Regions from separate parts of the Zea mays genome. Here region 2 is linked to region 1. Evidence: chromatin contacts called from public Hi-C data. All regions are on one chromosome and are shown on one strand. The core of a region is the stretch at or near the end of the contact, and the rest is flanking DNA. Distances in the headings are between cores, read along the strand shown.

Region 1 (3,780 bases), core at 381-2,880:
AAAAAAAATAATAAATATATGCATAATTGCATAGTCAGAACTTGAAGCGATGTTGCAACGAACTCTATACCCTTGGTGACGGCAGATTGTGTTCCCAAAACATCTCAATTGCCTTAGTAAGCTCAGCCCTCGCCGTCTCATTCTCCTGCGGCCTGCAAGAATGGACATCATGCTTTGTCAAACTAACTTAGGTAAATGGGTTCTCAATAAATTCATGGCCTATTCATCAATAATTGAAACCAAGGCAATGCAGTAAATCCCTTGCAAATTTAGACAGGAACATACAGGTTCAGCATATATCAGGTCTATTCAGCTGCAATGTGCAAGCGCACACACACCAATAAGCCCTTCTAACCGACTACTATGCAATCAGCCTTAAATACAAGCATGCAAACGAACCTCATGTTTCGTTAGATCATGATCTAATCATATATTACATTTAACACTTAAACCCTTCCACCATCAGTTCATGTAGATTTATAAAAAAATACTAACAAACCACAACTATTGCCAACTATATCTATGGTTAGATCATGATCTAATGGACCAGAAAACTCGCTTACACGTTTGCATCTAAGACATGATTGCATAGTACTCGTTGCCTCTAATCAGAACAGACACATCATGCATATCTTCTACCCATAGAGATAAATGAGTTGAGAAACAAGAAGCACTCAGCAAGAGCAAGGAATGAATTATACCTCTTATATCTGTTATGCACAAGCACAACCATCGGCCCGAAATCGGTGAACACGGACGCATCCCAGTCCTGTGTCCTAACATCCCTCACCGGCCTGATGTAATTGTCATCCTCCCAAACAATCTCCTTGTCGCTCTGATACCCCGAGACGTCATCCTCCTCGGTGTCGTCCTTCTTCTCGGCCTTGATGGTGATCTTGTCGAAGAACTGGCCGAGGCTGAAGCCCATCCCATCCTCGGCGTCCTCGGGCCAGTCCGGGTCCTCCTCCTCTACCACCAGCTCGTACTTGGTCAGCAGCTCCCGCATCTTGACCCTCCGCTCCTCCGGGTCCGTCAGCTCCGCCGTTTCCGGGACGCGGTCCATCATCTCCCGTATCTTCCGGCGCAGCGTCCTCCGCTCCTCGTCCGTCATGCGATCCTGCGCGTCCTCTTCATCGCTGGACTCGGAGTCAGTGTCGCCATCGTCGCCGCGCGCACGGCCGCCCAGCACCAGCTCCACGGCCTTAGAGTCGCTCGTCCCCGCCCGCGCGCAGCCGGTGTGCACGAGCCTCCGGTGGCGCGGGCCAGAAAGAGCTAGGCCTACGAGGCGCGCACGGGACCTCGGAAAGCGGGGATCAGGCCGCGCCGCTGCTCGCAGCCACAACGTCGAACAGGTCGCGGGCAGGGAGCAGTGCAGCGCCATCGTGCTGCCTACCACGCACTGACGCAGGGCGTATCACTCACCTCTTTGCTCGAGCCAAGCTATGAGCTTGGAAGTGGCGGCCACGGCCACGGGCGCGGGCGCCAGGCCCAGCCGCGTGGGCGTGAGGGCGCCGGCCGCGGGCGCTCAGCGGAGCGGGGAGTCGTGGGCGCCGCGCGTGGGTAGGGACAGAGGATAAGGAAATGAGAGAAAAAAACTGATGGATGGATACCGTTTGAGCTGACCAAAAAAATTCTCCGCGGTGGGTCAAAGAACCGACTCAATTCTATATTACAGAGCGCGACGCAAAGCTCACACCACATGTGTCCACGTCTCCTGAATTCTTCTTAGCCGTTGGATTCGACAAGCACGGCCATGAAACATCTCCTCAGGCTCAGCAGCTAGCACGACATCACGGGAGACTCTGGTCCCTTCCAGAGACGAGTTGAAAAAACACACAATCAAAAAAGGTGATTCTGTTAGCGGTTGTCTTCTCCGTCGGCGGCGGCGGCCTGGTAGCGGTCCCTGTCCCATTGGCCCTCCTTCCCCGAACGTCCCCGCTCTTCTCCACGCCACGTGATTCTTCCGGTGAGAGGTCCCCGTCGGCGAGAGCAACAGTGCTGACGGTCGCCGCGTCGTGACCCTCCTGCTCCATGAGTTCGAATACCCATTATTCGTCTGCTCACCCAGGTACGAAAAGTTTTCTAACCATGTCTCTCTAATCCTCAAGATCTCAAGGAGGCAGACAGGTCGTTGGTAGCCTCCAAGTGGACTGGAAGGGAAACAGTTGGTAGCCCCCAAATAGACTCATCCAGTCATCCTCATTCTCATCCGGCCATCCAGGAGATCATCCAGATATTCAGATTTGATCTCAATCTGAACTATCTATCAAAGAGCCAAGAGGCAGAGGCCCAGAGCGCAGACCGGAGAGCCGAGAGAGGCCAAGAGCGAGGAGAATTCGATGCTGTGGGTTTGGAACATGATGGCACTGCACGCACCAGATGGTCGAGCGAACGAGCTCCACTGTCGTGTGTGGCTTTAAAGATTCTCTTCCCTAACACATGCTCGGCCGCCACAACGCTTTGCCTCCTCTATCTGCAACGGAAGCAAAGCAAACACAAAGAGAACGGTTGTCACAGCCACGCCAACCGTCTATCTCTCCTCCCTCCCTCGGTGCAATGCAATGCACACTCTTTCTCTCCCATCTGGTTTCTTTCTTTCTTTTTTATTGGCTCGTGTCCTGATGAAGCAAAATTGTGAGACTGGTTCTGGTTTTCGATGCAACTTACTGTGTGATTTATCCATGTTTATGTACTTTTTAACCTACCATGTGAAACATCTTCCTGTGGGTGCAGATCTAGCGTAAAAACATGCTGCTTTGGTGAAGGAGAAATGCTCATCAACTGGACCTTCACCATATGTCATTGTTGGTATTCTTAGCTTTTGTTCCCGAGGCAAACACTTTATAGTCCGACCAAATCGGCCATGTTACATGTTGTCGTCTGCATACGTTGAACAAATGCGTTATTCTATAATTTGTTTGCAAAGATTAGTAGCCACTTGCTAACATGTTTCCTAATCGTTTCAGCATGTCGCCTCATCACACCATAGAAATACATCTCCAATTTCTCGGCACTCGCAACACCGACAACAAGAGGTAAGGTCAACTAATGTTAGATTTAAAAAAATGTATCTACATTCCTATAGTTATCAACAGTGAGCGTTCACCACTTGCATTCAACCAAAATTTGTTTAAGCATATTAGTATCTAGATGCTTTTTGATTTTCTGTTCGATTCTACATGCTCACCATGTCAGGTGGATATATATCCAATCTCCTAAAGATTTCAACGCCGACGATAGCACGTACATCCATCTAACACCCTTCCCTCTATCTATTATTTTTTCATTTATTTATCCTTAAGTTTGTCCATTACCCTTGCTGCATCCTCATAAATAATCTATGCATGATTACACATATACACATTAAAATCAGATTATACTAATTGCACAGTGTCGTATACATACGAATTCAATATTCAAAGCAACGATCCTTCCCCTTCTATTGTTTGTCCATTTATTTATCCCCACATTAGCTTGCTTCCCTTGCTGCATTCTCATAGACAACCCATGCTAATCTTATCTACTTAATTATTAATTGTGGTACCAGATTACATATGAAATCAGCTTCTACAAACTATACAATGGCGTATACAAACAGATTCAATATCAATCAACGATCCTTCACACATTGATATATATATATATATATACATTTCCTAACGTGCGGCCGCTGCTCATTAAGCAACGATCAAATGCAAGCGCTGATGACTTTAATTATTGCCACTAATGTTATTTTTATTATTACTACCTTTATTATTGCCATTAGTACTACTACATTAT
Region 2 (3,508 bases), core at 781-3,280, 490 kb before region 1:
AGCACCAAAGAACAAATATCCATATTAAGCTAAGATGCCAGTCTTCATTTAGAAACTGTTAGATCAATTCAATTCAGTTACCTGTCAGGGCAGCATTTGTGGTACTGACCCATTCATCAACCAAAACTTTCCAACCTCTGAAACACACAAGGTAACCTCATATGTCAACAACATTTCCAAGAACGCTAGCAAGAAGGCACTTCCAATGATTATGTAGCTAATCTACAATTGGTTGGTTGATATTTGATCAGTGATTTTGGTCTGCTATTAAGCACTTTGAAAGCAACAGAGAAGTAGCACTAGGGACCAAAATTGACAGAAATGAAGATGGAACTTACTCAATGAGAGTGCACACGAGGTGCCGAATCTCTCGTGAGTTGTGTTTCCGCAGCCGATTAACAGCTCTTCCAATCTCAGTAGCCTGCAATGAACAGTCCTAAGATTAAGAAACCAAACAGCCAGAGCAAACAGGGATCAACACATCAAATAGCTCATATGTACGCAATATCCATTTTGTACCTTTAGCGTAGAGACGGACAATTGCATCAACTGCAGCCTCCTCAGTGAATCGAACAAAGTGGCATCCGACTGCAGGAACAACATGATTTAGCTCAGAGGAATTCGAAGTTTAAGGACCTTATAAATAAATGAAGAAACGAGGCAGTCTGCCAGTACATGGTCTTCCTTGTGCAGGAGGAGTTCCTTGATGCGGAGGACCTCGCCGACGATCTGTGACTCCTCATCGATCTCATTGGTGAGCGCCTCGAGCTCCTCAGCGTCGTGGTCTTCCTCCCCTTCTTCAGTATCATCCGCGGCATGCTGCTGCTCATCTTCCTCCTGTTGGTCGCCATCTTCGTCATCATCATCGTAGTTGTGGCCATAGTTGCTCGCTGCGGCGCGGCGGAGGCGCTCGTCGTCAGAGTCAGAATCATCGTCCTCATCGGCGTGGCCATGGCCATGGCCGCCGCCGCCGTGGGTACCGTTGCTGCTGCTGTCGACCTTGCACTCCTTCTCGGCGACGCGGCGCACGCTGCCCTTGTCCTCCTCAACGGGAGTGGCCGGGGTGGTGGACGCCGCGGCGCTGCCGAAGGACGGCGGCGCCGCGTCGCGGCGGAGCGCGGTGAAGAGCCTCTCAGCGATGCGGTCGCGGCGGTGCAGGAAGTCCCGCGGCGCGTCGGCCGCCGCCACGAGGATGGCGTTCTCGATGACGTCGCAGATGCCAGCGCCGGCGCCACGGAAGAAGCCGCGCCACCGATCCAGCCCGTCGGCCATCGCCGCGGCCGCCACCGGTCCCCGCCGGGCCACCGTCGCCAAGATCAGCCTCCCCCGACCGCGATTCTCAGCAGCGCAGCCAAGGGCCGATGCTCCCCCTTCCTGCTTCTATCTGCTACCAAATTACGCCGCGCGCACCGGCACCAGAACCAAGAACCCAATCTCTCCCGCCCGCCCAACGGCGAATCAGATTCCCCCGAATCGGGGCCGGGGCAGGGGCAGGGGCAGGGGCAGAGTCACCAGCCAACCGATCGAGAAAACAGCGGAGGAACAAGAGCAGGGCGAATCCGGAGGCGGAAGGGATCGATCGCGAAGGAAAAAAACTAGCAGCGTGACCTTCCTCGGGCCCCACGTCCCCGTTCCTTGTCGGTTTCAACAACCTCACCGGGAGGGAGTTCCAGCGCGGCGCGGAGGTAGCCTAACCAGAGCAAATCTTATCTGGACTGCCTGGCTGACCCCTAGAGCGGAAGGAAGCGGGGAGGAAACACAGGGAAGGTGAAGTTGAAGACAGGAAGGGGATGACGATGAGACGGGCGGATAGGGACGGGGAAGGCAGGGTGCGCACACCCACGAGACCTACGCGGCTACTACTACCAAACACCAGCAACAACTAGTCTTTCTCCCATGGCCCATGCCTCGCCACCACTAGCAGCTGCAATTGCGGTAACAAACTGCAATTTACCAGAAGAAGCGAGCGAAGGGCAGCAGGACTCGGCCGTACTCAACCCGCAGGAGATGGCGGAAATGCTACGGGAGATGGGTGAGACGCGGCGTGGCTGATTCTTGTTGCGGTCGACTCGGGCGTCGGGGGGCGCCCTTTCCGGTCTCTTTCCTTCTCTCTCTCTCTGTGTTGAGGAGCAGTGCTGCTAGGTTGATGATGCTCACTCACAAAGTCACAGGGTGGTTTTCCATCATGATTATTGTTTAGTTGCGTATAATCTGAACTATTTACTATTTGGTAAAGCATATCTCTCTCGGGCCATAATTGCAAAGTCATTTGCGTACCGACTACCGAGCACAAGTATTTTCAGCACTGCACACAGCGTGTCATGTCAAATGGATGGGATGCCCTCACAAGCTTTATCATATATTTTTATTCTGTTTTCTTCATGTCGTATTTCAATGTTTAATCATTAATTTTTTTAAAAAATCCATATAAAGTCGGAACATGTACAATGTGTGTTAAATAAAAAATTTATTGTAGTGAATTTAATACAGCTTGGTGCGTGGTACTTGTTCTAGTTGATAGGTTGAATGAGACAATAAAGACGTAATTCTATATGAAACAACTGACGAGACATGAATATAACTTTTGAAAAAAAATGCTTGTCGTTGTAGGCAACTGTTGTGCATTTGTTTTTTAAAAAAAGACGGAAGACGAGTTTTTTAACACAGTCGTGCGACGCGCTGCACCTAGTACAGAGCAGGCTCTCAAGGTGGCAAAATCGTAAGACACAAGAGGTCCGCGATGCTTTGCAATACATGAGATGAGGAGTCGAATGCTATACTATAGGTTTCGCAATACATGAGATGATAACCCATGGTCGCAAAAAAACAAGAACGATAAGAATGGGTGACGGTATAATAAGTAAGATTGAACGAAAAGAGCGAGAGAGATGGAAAGAAAAAGAAGAAAAAAATCCTCTCCGGAAATCTCGGGAAAAGAAAAAAAAATACTATAGCCATCAAAATCTTACACCAAACAATCTGATGAAACTATAATAAACAGCGAAAGAAATGCATCGTCTGTTTTTGCAGTGTTAGCATCTTGATCCGAGCATCCTGGCTTATTCCCACGCCGCGCATAGATACTCCCATTTCAAAAGTGGCATGTGTTTCATGCTTTTTGTTGAGAAGGAATTCCGTCTCTGTATTTTGTCCCCTGTGCACTGCGTGCGCATCTAGCGTCTCCCACCAGTAGTGTGGGACAGTGGCTGGCTAGGGTTGTTTCGAGGTTCTTTTTTTTATTTTCATTTTTTTTAAATTTTCTACAGTAGTATGACTTACGCGGGTGTTCCATTTTGGAGTGGCTGCTGGGGTAGCCGAAGGGCCAGTCGTGTGTCCTTTTCACTAGCAACCATATGCTGGCTTCGTGTAGCAGCAGAGATAGTAGGAAGGAAAAAGGAAATGGAAGAGTATATATTAAAAAAAAGATAGATCGATAGATAGAGAGAGAGAGAGAGAGGAAACAAAAAAACTTCACTTCTCACGCACTCGAAAGAAAATCACTGGAATT

What was found. A called contact is a pair of places that touch in the nucleus more often than the background predicts.
Region 2: a Hi-C map of tassel shows a contact between it and region 1, with 2.2 times the contacts expected there. The contact joins the promoter of LOC100278816 here to the promoter of LOC100272347l in region 1. A contact is called at or near these places in 2 of 25 Hi-C or Micro-C datasets (leaf and tassel).

What each region holds. Positions count from the first base shown.
Region 1 is chr8:106,288,485-106,292,264 of Zm-B73-REFERENCE-NAM-5.0, reverse strand. It overlaps LOC100272347l, which reads right to left and starts at 1,630. Exons shown (of 4, transcript NM_001146830.1): 1 at 702-1,630; 2 at 71-152. The coding sequence starts at 1,381. It overlaps LOC109941998, which reads left to right and starts at 1,801. Exons shown (of 6, transcript XM_020543349.2): 1 at 1,801-2,068; 2 at 2,734-2,808; 3 at 2,967-3,035. The coding sequence starts at 2,771.
Region 2 is chr8:106,778,657-106,782,164 of Zm-B73-REFERENCE-NAM-5.0, reverse strand. It overlaps LOC100278816 (putative mediator of RNA polymerase II transcription subunit 26b), which reads right to left and starts at 2,030. Exons shown (of 9, transcript NM_001323007.2): 1 at 676-2,030; 2 at 520-588; 3 at 339-421; 4 at 82-137. The coding sequence starts at 1,272.